Regions from separate parts of the Gossypium hirsutum genome. Here region 2 is linked to region 1. Evidence: chromatin contacts called from public Hi-C data. All regions are on one chromosome and are shown on one strand. The core of a region is the stretch at or near the end of the contact, and the rest is flanking DNA. Distances in the headings are between cores, read along the strand shown. Region 1 holds the start of LOC107898999. Region 2 overlaps LOC107898994 (a long non-coding RNA gene).

Region 1 (6,011 bases), core at 2,558-5,057:
AATTTTTCGTTATTTAATTAGTAAACTACCTTCAAGGTTATGAAACTATTAGTAAGTTTATATCTTGGTCACTTAACTTCAAAAAATTACAAAATGATCGTTGAACTAATTGAAAGTTCCATTTAAGTCACTATGAAAAATGATTTAGGTTTTTTTATCCTTTAATCAATTGGTTTAACCTAAATTATTTTGTTTTAGGGTTTTTAAGGAGTTTTTGGCCAAATAACAACCACTTTGTTTTAAACCCTAACCTCTCCTTATCATAACCAATCGTTGTCGTATGGCCTTCTCCATTCACAATATTGGCACCAACTGAAAGCTTTCTTTTCCTACTTCTCTTCTACAATTTAATTTTTCATGAAACGACTTTAAATACCACAAATCTGCAAATTAAAATCATTTCTTCTTCTCCGATCTTTAACGTCAATTTGACGCCAAATTAACTTGGATCTTCTAATGTATATTCTACTCGTCGATAAATACTATTTCACCATACCGATTGTTAAGCCATCACTCATCGCTTGGAGTTCATCAACTGAACATTTGAAAAAATACTTAACAACCTAATAACCAAAATAAAAACTTTTCGTTTTGCAACTTTTTGAGTAAAACTTACTAAAATTTCCTTGGAGGTAGTTTACCCTTTACTTATTTATTAGTTACAAAAGTTCGACATTGTCTACGATCATCGGTGCCAACAAAGCTAGAGCTGAATCAGCAAAATTTAAGTCTTTTTGTCATCCTTGATCATTAGTAAAAAGCATTACTGATAATATACTATTTCAACCAAATAAATATCTATTAGCAGACAAAAAGACTTAACAATACCAATTATATATGATGACTAATCTAAATAGAGAATTATTCTATTAGCAGAGGGAATAAACATTCTTCGATCAAAACGCTCTATTTTTGGCAAAACTTGATGTACTTCTATGCAAAATACCTCGTTGACTTCATTTAATCTAAGTAAAAAAAAAATGATCAATTCGAAAATTGAACGAAAATAAGGTCATTTGGAATTGGAGGATTGAAGGGGCAAAATCCAACAAAGTCCAGGTGTAGGATACAACAAGGCTGGCAGGTACTATTCCAGCTTGGACAAAATAGCACCAACTGCCGCCAACTACTACATAACTCAACCACAACAACACAACAGAAGCCGGCATATTCAAAACAGAATCATTACAAAAACCACTAACACTTTCTCAAACTGCAGGCCTCAATCATACCTGCAAACACAATGTCAGTGGATTCCCAGTTCTAGATAATGTTAACCCCAAAAAAAAAAACAAAGGAGATTGCTATGCTATGCTATGCTATGCTGTGCGCAATGCAATGCAATGAAATTCCCCTACAAAAGGATTGCGAGAACTACATTACATTGCACGCCGAATAATGGGGAAAATAATGAACTACTTCTACTTTAAATCTCTACGCCGCCGCAAAACTGTAGGACTCAACTCATTGCCCCAGTATGAGAGCAACCTTCTCGGAGGAAACAAGTGAAGAAGCATGGGCAATTAATGGTTCGTAATGATCAGCGCCAGCACCACACCAACCTGACACATTAGGCAAAATTTAGGAACACAAACTTGCAAGCTGATGAGAAAAAGTCTTTCATTTGGCAAGCAAGTAAGAAAAAATCCAATACCTGTTCCTTTCATAAACAAAAAGAAGGGAGGTTCGCATATTTCACTCCTTGGACAATGCGGAAGGAAGAAAACACAATTGTCTTCGTCAACCATAGCATCTGATCCATGTGCTTGCACCTGTAATGAATGAGTTGATATAATGAATGAGCTTCAATCTAAACTGAGAGTTGATACCCCATTAGCATCTTAGTCTCAAAATTCATAGGACACTGCTGCATTAAATGCAACACACAGCCAATGTGATGATACAAAAGGCTATGAAAGTACCAACCAAACAATATAATGCTTTGAAGACATTAAGGCTCTGCTTGGTAGAGTGGAAAAAAATTGAAAGGACGGAAAATTGAAGAGATAGAAAACTAGGATGAAAAACATAATTTTTCTTTCCATAGGTGTGCTTGGTGGGATAGATGAAAAATGGAAAAAAAAAAATTTCCATCCATTGTTTGGTAGAAGCAAAAAATGGAAGGAAAGAAAATAAAGCATTTGAAAAATGCATAATTTTGACCTAACATACAATCTCTCTCATTTTCTCTCCTCTCACCATTCCAAATATGATTGATTTTTATGAATTAGGATGGAAAATGGTCATCTTTCTTATTTTCTTTCCTCTCATTTTTCTTCCCAACCAAGCACAATCCAACTTTATTTTCTTCCCACTTTTCCTTTCTTTCTTCCCATGCTTCCACTTTTCCACCCAACCAAGCACATCCTAAAAGTAGCAAATCAGAAAAATCCAAACAACCATATACTTGTATAAACCAAGCTTCAAACTTACTACATATATCTCTCGATTGAACTCTGTTGCAAGACATTCGATGGCAATGTCATCCCCGAATGCAGCAGCACGACCTTCTCTATTCTCATCTACAGATAATAAACCCTCCTCAGTATATTGCAAAGTGACGATATCATATTCATCATCAGGTGAACCAGATATCGACATGTATTTGGCCCAGCTCGAGCCATCATTCACAGGAATACATCTCTCTTTGTAAATAGATTCGGCTACCAATTCTCTTCAATCAGACAAGAAAACATATCAAACAAAGCATTGATAAAATAATTTCAAATAAACATTTCCAAGGTAAATTTAGCACTGGTAAAATATAAACTGCAGCTAGTTATGAGATTTTTTTTTTTTTTGCTTTTTCGTTCATAGACAGATATAAATAATATATATTAACATAAATCGCCTAGCCTATGATCAACATTAAACTTTCACTATGAAAAGATTAAATTTAAAAAATAAAAAAAAATCTCGTTCTAACTTTTCCTACATTTTTCTTGGGAAAAAAATGTAAATAGATCTCAACCAGAAACTAGAATCAGACAAATAGATCCAAGATTAGAAAAGAAAAAAAAAACACCTTTGCATTCCGAGCTGAACGAGCTCTTCAATGGCAGAGTCCAAGGCAACGCGCTCATCCTTTTTGGCTAACAACTTAACTTCTTGAACCACATGAACCCCCCACCCGTTTCTCAGATCTGGAGAGTACATATTCTTAATCACCTCATTTATCATCTGCCTCTCTTCTTCTTTAGCAGATCCAAGATCCTCCAAGAACCGCTTCACCGTCCGCTTCCTCAAATCACGCGCGTCGACCTCACGCGCCATGGCCTTTTGCGAGGCTGTGAACAGACAGTTCCCGTCCGTGGACACATCGCCTCCATGCGACAGCCTGAACACCACCGAGGACCCGTGCTCGCTAGGGTGCTTCCAAAGGACCCCCTTAGCGTGAAGCTTCGAGAGATGCCGTCTCTGTTGGTCCTCTAGGCCAATCACGTCGTCCCAGGTAGTGCCGGCTGCCGCCGTGAGGGTCTGGTCAACTAGATCAACGGCTTCAAGAGTGGCGGCGTTAGGCTCCCTCCAAGTGACCGTCGGAGAAGACGTTTGAAATGTCTCCGCAACGGCGGTTGGATCGCAGAGAAGTTTCCCCATTTTACAAATGTTGACTTTCCTTCCTACCCTTGTTTATAACAGTTTTTCCTCCTTTCTTTTGAATATCTATCTAAGCTTTTTCTTTTCCTTCTCTTTCTCTTCTTCTTCGAGGAGAAGAGTTACAGGGAGGAGAGAGAGAGAGAGAGAGAGGGGGAGAGAGTTTAGGGTTAACGGATAGATGTACGACGCGGGAGAGAAAATGATGGCACGTGGATAAATCAGGGAGATTTAGGGATTCAAGGCGAGTGGTCTCTGACCGTGCTGAGAGGCATGCTGACGTCAGCTTCTGGACCCCACACCAATCACCACCAAACCGAAGGAATTTTTATTCGACTCTTTTTCTTGGAATCGTTTTCTCTTAGGAATACTCAACTCAAGGCGTGTCCATTTTTTTTTTAATTTTTATAAAACTAATAAAAAAACTGTCCTTAATTTCTAAATTTTAAACCCCTGCTCCATTTTTCTCCAACGGTAAAGTAGAATTTAATCAGATTTTGTTTGTTTTTTATGGTCTCTTCCCGTTAAGGCTTTAATCATGTCAGCAAAAGTTGGGCATGTCAAAGTCTAATTATATACAAAAATAGTTAGCAGTCAGGAGGAGGCTGAAAAGATTGTTTTGGTCAACTTTGAAGCGTTGAGTTCATCATCAATGTTCTTTCCTTTGTCAGCGCCTAATGACATCAACTTCAAAATTTTGATAATGTTCATTCCTTTCCAAGAGTAATTTTAAATGGATAAAATAGTTTATTTTAGATATAATAGAAAGTAATTTTATCCAAAACCTCAAAATTTTAACTTTTTGATTTGGGTTAAAAGTTTAATTTAACATGGTTTAGTTATCTACTATTTCTTTTGATTTAAAATCATGGTTTGAAGTTGAAAAATACTTTTAAATCCCAGTGATAAACGAAACCTAAGTTGAGGTACTGTAAAAGAAAACAATATCAAAAATTTTAAAGATTTGAGTTGTTGCCACAGTATAAAAAGAAGATTTGAATTTTGTAGGAAAAAGAAAAGCTAACAAATGAGTAAATTTTATTACTTCTTAAGTAATAATATATACAAAGCATAATATCTTATATATAAACTTAAGTTATTTGGGTCGAATAAGTGTTATCTCGATTGATATCAATATTATTGTCAATGCAGAAGAATGTAGGTTCAAGCACGCTCAACTATATTTATCCTTCTATTTAAGGGTTAGATAGAGGTTATGGACAATTAGGTATTGTATCAAAAAAAAACTTAAGTTATTTGGAAATAAGGAAACAACTATTTCTTTACCTCCAAGCAACTAACGTAATTGTTGTAGCTTATTACATCACATGTTGTTATTGGTTACCAGTTTATTGAGAAATTGTTAAATGGTTACTAATTAGTTGTATTAGTTAACTAATTAGTTTAGTCCGTTACAATATTACCCTTTGATTGTAAATAGACACAGTCAATGATGTAATTAGTAATTTTCGACAATTTCTTAAAAGTAGAGGTTTTTTATTCTCTTGTCTTCTTCTTATTGGTTCTTGTTTCAATTCTTTGTATTTCTTCTCTTTCTTTTCTAGTTTCAAGTAAAAACTTTAACATGGTATCAGAGCTTTTTTGGTCATCGGCCTTCTCTCTTTCAAACGAGGATGATGGAATCTATTACTCTAGTGACAGAACAAATGGCTACAATGGGATTGATGCAATGTTCAGACTTGCTTAAATATTCACTAATAAAAAAGGTGAATGTTATGTTAGATGAGAAGAACTTTCTTCTTTGGAAACAACAAACCTTGTTGATAATTAAAAGCCATCGCTCAAGGAAGCTTTTTGATGGACCTATGGTGGTGCCCTAAAAAATGATGGTCAACATTTCCGATCAATAAGTGAAAAACAAAGTTCATGTCGTGTATGTTCAACAAGATTGTGCATTAGCTTCAGGGTTGCTTTCAATGGTGAGTCCTCACATAAAACCTCAATTAGTTGGATCAGAAACCTCCTCAGCTATATAGAGCACTCTGATAAAACTGTTTGTTACTCATTCCATTACAAAAGTAATGCACTTGCATTACAAGTTGCGTGCCTTATAAATGGTGATTTGAACATGATAAAGCACATCTCACAAATCAAATAGGTATACAACACTTTGGCAGCTTGTGGTAATTAGATTTCTAGAGGTGGAGCATATAGTTATGACTTTGATAGGTTATCGATAGAGTATGAACCCTTTATGGTGGTTATAATTGTCAACCATGAGTCATTCTTTCTTGATAGCGTGGTAGCGGTGCTTCTTGATGCAAAATTGATGCAGTAGAATGCCATTCATTTACCTATCAATGCAAATGCAACACATCTCCATGTGTCTAAGTCAAAGAATGTTAATGCTTCAGGATCGAGCAATTATATTGTTGGTTTTACTTTAAGGCAATTTT
Region 2 (6,011 bases), core at 1,810-4,309, 94 kb before region 1:
CAACCACACATAACTACTATAATTTCTGAGATAAAGTCTTACCTTTAACCACCGAAACAACCAATAAAGTGATACGACTCAACGATTAACTCAACAGAATGTTATACGAAGAAAATTCAAAAACAATTGCCAAAAAGGAAAAAGAAAGGAAAAGAAGAGGGAAAAAAAAAGGAGGAGGAAGGAAAGAAGTTAACATAAGATCATTTAAATTCCTAAAATCAGTATTATGGAGGAGTGCAAAAATTATATTCCCTAATGCACACGCAGGGATTCCAACACAAGACCACTGACACAAGGAAATGCTTAACCATTGAACCAACAGGCTCATTCTTAAAACCTCAATGCACTGAATCTAACTTAATTGGTATATGCAAGTCTAAAAGTTCAATTAAAGAATACGTAAAACCGCAAAAGAAGCGGCTCGAACCTTAATTTCACTTTTACAATACTTTATACATATTTTATCATCTCATAACACATTCATTAAACTTTTATCGTAATTTCGTTATTCACATATTAAATTCTTTCACACTTTAAGTTTTGTATATTTTTCAATTTAGTCCCTATTACCATTTAATTTATTTTTCACCATATAAGCACTTTAATCAAGTAATTCATTACAATATCTTATTTCACATAACAAATTCTCATACATATCACTTCTCTTGTTTCAATTATAAATTTCACAAAATTTACAACTTAGTCCTTAACATCATGAAGATTCTTTATTTACTATAATTTCACTTAACATCACTTTGTAATCAGTTCACTACTTATCATAAATCCCAAATTTATGTTTGTTTCATGGAAAACAACTTCTATGAAATATTTTCAGGAGACCTGACAAACAATAAAAATTATTTTACATAGATTCATTCAAACAACATAAAATATTAGTTTTTCTAAAAAAGTAAATCATTTTCCGAAAGCTATTTTCAGTGAAACAAACAGAGTCTAAGTCTATTAAATTTTATAATAGAATTAATTGCTGGTTAAGATGATACCATTGTCTAATTTATTTATTTTTAAAATTTAAATATATTTAGGAGATAAATGTTATTATTTTAGCCCTATTTGTGTAATTTTCTTTCCACCACCAGTTTATCGAATAATAATTTTGATCAAAATGCAAGCTTACTTAGTATAGGACCGATTATGCTACATTATTTTGTTTGATTCATTTGAATGGAATATAAAATTAATTATTTGATTAATGGAATGTAACATTATTTAAAGCACATTTTACCACATTTTTTATGAAACACATTTTACTAAATTGCCTCTAGGATTTTTATTTATTTACTACAAAATGGTTTACTTTATGGTATTTTATTTTGCTCATAAATTAATTCTTTAGTAAATTGAATCTCTTATCTCCTTTTTCAAATTAATAAACTGAAATGGGAGAAGAGCGAGGAGTTCTCTTTTGATAAAAGTGACAAGGAATCTTTATTATTATTATTATTATTATTTAAGCGTAAATTTGATCAAAATTATAAATAAATAAATAAATAAATAAATAAACAGTGATAAAGTGATAATGAATGTAACTTTTTGGACAGAATGAAATAGTCAAAATATTAATTCTCCATAATTTATACTTATAATGATAAATATGATTTAAATGTTACTTGAAAAATATATTAAATAATCAATAACTTTAATTCATTAGTTTTTATTATTATTTGATTTTTGTTTAAATAAAATGAATCAAAGTCATTAAAATGATACATACATGTGTTGACTTGATAGTTAGGGTGTTTACCACCTCAAGTGTAATCTGGGTTCAAGTCGCGTTACTGTTAGGGCTTTACCCTCCTTTTATAATTCACCAAAAAAAAGTCATTAAAATAAGGGGTGGAATTGTCAATATTCTAATATTATCATGAGAATGTAACATTAATTAAGGAAGAAAGGTGGTATTAAGATAGTTTGTAATATGATTACTGGAATTTAAGATTGCTTAGTTCATTACCGAATATATTAGATTATCTTATTTGGTTCATTTAGTTGGACCGTAAGATTTTATTGTTTGATTGATGAACCGTAACATTACCAAAAAACACATTTTACTAATTTACCTTTAATTATAAATATAAATAAAAAAATTATTAAACTATAGTGAAATAAAAATTAACTATGGAAATATGAAAATAATATACAAATAATAATTGATAATAAAAAAAACTCACCTGTAATAAATTAAAAATTGAGGTAACTAATGTTAAAATTTTCTATTGATAATAACGTTAAATTATGCTATTAGTCTATGTACTTGGCAAAAGTTACGGATTTAATCATTATACTTTTAATTTGAAAAATTTTAGTTTTTGTACTTTTCAAATTGGTCAATTTTAGTTCCTATACTTTTTGACTTTAGAAATTTTAGAGTCAAATTCGTTTAGTTAAATTCAATTTCTAATCTTGTACTATACATACAATTGTACATTTAATTTGTATTCTCCAATTATATCATTCTAAGTCCCTATACTACCGCATTTCTAAAACCTTGCAAGTTTAGGACTACAAAGAAAGAAAACGTTGCAATGATTAAAATTTTTTTTAAAATAATGTTGATTGAGGATTTTATTAAAAAAAAGATTACAAATTATATATTTTTAAATAAATTATAATTATAATCAAATCTTACAAAGCCAGAATATATTCAAAACTAAATTAAAATAATTTTAGAGAAAACCTACTGGATTTAACTAAGAATAACAGGACACAAGGTACACATAATTAATAATACCATTCTTTCACATTAAGCTTTTCGTTCAAGGACTGAGAATTTGTTCATTTTACTTTCTAGTTGAGCAACACCTTTTCTGAAATAGAACAACACGATATAAAAGTGAAATTTAATATTATACAATTATATGCATTAATTTTGGTCTAAATTAAAATTTCACAAACAACTTGATACCATCAAATTTTATTAAACAAATGCACGGAAAAAGAAATATAATAATGTTTGGTCGTTTCTAGGGAGGAGCGAAAAGGCAGCAACTGCGGCAGGCGTGAGGCTACATAGATCTTTTCCCCTACCTGTCGGCGTGCAAAAGCTACCTATACTTTTTAACCATTGCCATCGGCATGGGCTGCCCTTCCCTTCCTTTGGGCCCCAACGGATCCAATGCATGTGATTCAGCCTTCGTTTTCAAATGTTGTATTGGATTTAAATAAATATTTTCTTTATAAAATTTAAAAAATCCTTTTTTTTATACTTCAATTTAAATTATATTATTTCCATCTTCAATAAATATATTATTCATTTTATCTTGACTTATATAGGGCGGCGGTTAAAAACTCTTCTCACACACTTGGTTAACACAAGCTCAAGCCATATAACTCACATCTCCCAACCTAAATATTGTATAAAAAAAATCGCTTCGTTAAAACTAAAGTAAAAGTAAGAGTTCATGTATACAATATGCAAAATCAATATTCATATATCATACTGTATATTAAATTAAATTTCACACATATACAAACATCAATTTAATTGAAAAATGACTAAAATCTCTCTCTTTATATAGAATCTATAAAAAAAATTTTAAATTAACATACCGTGAGATTTAAACACAAGCTATCATATTTTTCAAAACCTTAATTTTACCAATCTAATAAACTCCCCTTTAATTTTAGTATAAAATAATTATAAATATTTAATATAATTTTTTGATTTCACAGTGGATTTTGTTGTTGTAATTTCATGGTATATTAATGTTGATAAGTGACCTTGGTAACTATGGGAGGTTTTTAAAGTATTGATTAATTGATTGAGGATAATATACTTCAGCGCACTTGAACTTACGTCCTCCTGTATTGGTAACGATGTCCATGCTAAGGCTCAATCGGCATGTTTTGGTTTTAAATAAATAGATATGAGTGCTGAGTCTTTTCTATTTGTCCTCTTATGATGGTGGTGTCAGAATATTTATATGATATGTGTTCTGTTCATTGATATGACACACTAGGTAGATTTCATATATACAGACACGTATCCTACTCTAGACCTAACGTATGTTTATACGGTCTCATGCAGGTGTAACTTCGCAGGAGAGTAAGCTCGATCTGCGAGTTCCTTTTGCGAGCTCAATAGAATCCAGCCCAAACCCATTCGGATTTTTGGGTCGGTGATGGTAATTATCCTAACAAATTTCGATAAAAATAAAATAATATTTTAGTAATTAAAAGGGTACAATACCGCTTCTTGGTGGCATTGTGTGAGGTTAAGAAGGCATTTATGTACTTCTTCCCTTTCGAGACGCATATCCCTAAGTTGATGTTCCAGCTTCAATAGCTTTTTTCTGATGCTCTCCGTCTCTTTATTCATCTTTGCTTCCTCAATCTCACTTATTATTTCTCTATTTTCTTTTTCTATTTCTTCTGATAGCTCTTTTATTATAGTGATATATTTTTTTATGGTGGCTAATGAAGCCCAAGGGTTCCATATCCTCCCCTTTAGACAAGCAATAACAATAGTTTTCTCTTCTATACATTTCAGCTCTTTGTGGAAATTCTTGTATCTACTTTCACTTTGTCTTTCTTCGTAAAACAACTGAATAAATTCATTAAGGCTTTGCTTGAAATGAGTTGAATCATGCTTAATATCATAATCGACGGGTAATTGATTTCGAGTTGTAGACATCTCTTTTAAAAGTTCCCTCTCTGTTGCCAAGTTGATATTGTTTCCATGCAGTACCCGATGTTGCAGAGTGACATGAAAATTAGGAGAGGTTGAACCTTTTTTATATGAATTGTTATGAAAATGCAGCTCGTCCAATGCTTCTTCGAGACAATTCAATAGTCCTTGGTTCCATCTCATTGCAACCTCCAGGTCCGACTTTTGACGTCTTAGGCGGCTCAGTTCGAAATAAGGATGATCTAATTGTGCCCATTTTGTGCAGTAACTCTTACGGATTGGGATTATTTCTCTATCCATTTTCTGAATAAAATTTTCGGCTTTTTCAATTTTAGAATTTCCCTCTGGATCTTTATAGGGTCAAAACTTGATAAAATAAAGCTTGTGAACCTTGTTGGAGACATGCTTTTTATCCGAAACATCCATTTTTGGGCCTTCAATGTCTAGCTCCTCAAAAAAGTTGTCACTTGCACATTCTTTCAAATATTTGGTGTTGCCTTCTCCTTCATTGGGAATTTCTTTAAAATTGGCTTCCATGGAGTTCGTAGCCATAATTTCCGCCTCTACTTTAAGGCATTCCAATTTCCACTTCCAAAGAAAAGATAATAAAATAGAAGATGAATAATTAATAATGAGCTTTTGAGTATTGAATATACGAGTATAGGCTTTTTTAACTAAATAGCCCAAAAAAATATTATATTTACAAAAATAACCTAAGTTTAAAAACAATTACCAAAATAACCTACAATGAACAGTACCCACTCTTTTTTTGCACCAATGATTGCCTAATCATTGTGTCAGACTTAAAAAAATTATTTTTTTAGGTTTTGGCCTGTCAATGGCCGGAACCCATGTATTTTTTTTAAAAAATTGTATAATACTAATATACGAAAAAGAAAAAAAAAAGAAAAAAAATTTTTGGGTGCTGGCCTGTCAATGGCCGGCACCCAGTAAACAGTAAATTTTTTTTTCGTATCAGAGTCAGATATAAAAATACGAAAAAAAATTTAAAAAATTTTTTGTGGGTGCTGGTCTGTCAATGGCCAGCACCCAGTGAACAGTAAAATTTTTTTTTCGTGTTAGAATCAGATATAAAAATATGAAAAAAATAAAAAAAAATTTTTTGGGTGTTGGCCTGTCAATGGCCGGCACCCAGTGAACAGTAAAATTTTTTTTTCTTTTTTTTTCGTGTCAGAATCAGATATAAAAATACGAAAAAAATAAAAAAAAAATTATAGGACTTGGGGGATTTTAATATACAAACTAAATTCTAAATTTACAAAAAATATATAGGACTTGGGAGATTTTAATTTTGTAATAGTAAATAGGAGGAAATAATTTTTTTTTATTTTTTTCGTATTTT

Evidence for each region. Hi-C and Micro-C count contacts between places; a contact is called where the count stands out from the background.
Region 2: a Hi-C map of leaf shows a contact between it and region 1, with 1.7 times the contacts expected there. The contact joins the enhancer-like site here to the promoter of LOC107898999 in region 1. A contact is called at or near these places in 4 of 34 Hi-C or Micro-C datasets (all in leaf).

The regions. Positions count from the first base shown.
Region 1 is chrD04:50,782,034-50,788,044 of Gossypium_hirsutum_v2.1, reverse strand. LOC107898999 reads right to left here and starts at 3,807. Exons shown (of 4, transcript XM_016824584.2): 1 at 3,026-3,807; 2 at 2,434-2,674; 3 at 1,655-1,772; 4 at 997-1,562. The coding sequence starts at 3,597. The coding sequence ends at 1,465.
Region 2 is chrD04:50,874,894-50,880,904 of Gossypium_hirsutum_v2.1, reverse strand. LOC107898994 (a long non-coding RNA gene) reads right to left here. Exons shown (of 4, transcript XR_005911919.1): 4 at 2,856-3,366. Among protein-coding and RNA genes, the nearest start is that of LOC107898994, 6.7 kb to the right of the region's middle. Within about 2 kb of position 3,059, at least 3 of the 9 cell types and tissues checked have an H3K27ac peak or open chromatin away from gene starts, as enhancers often do. A contact at or near this core is called in leaf, where this site is marked.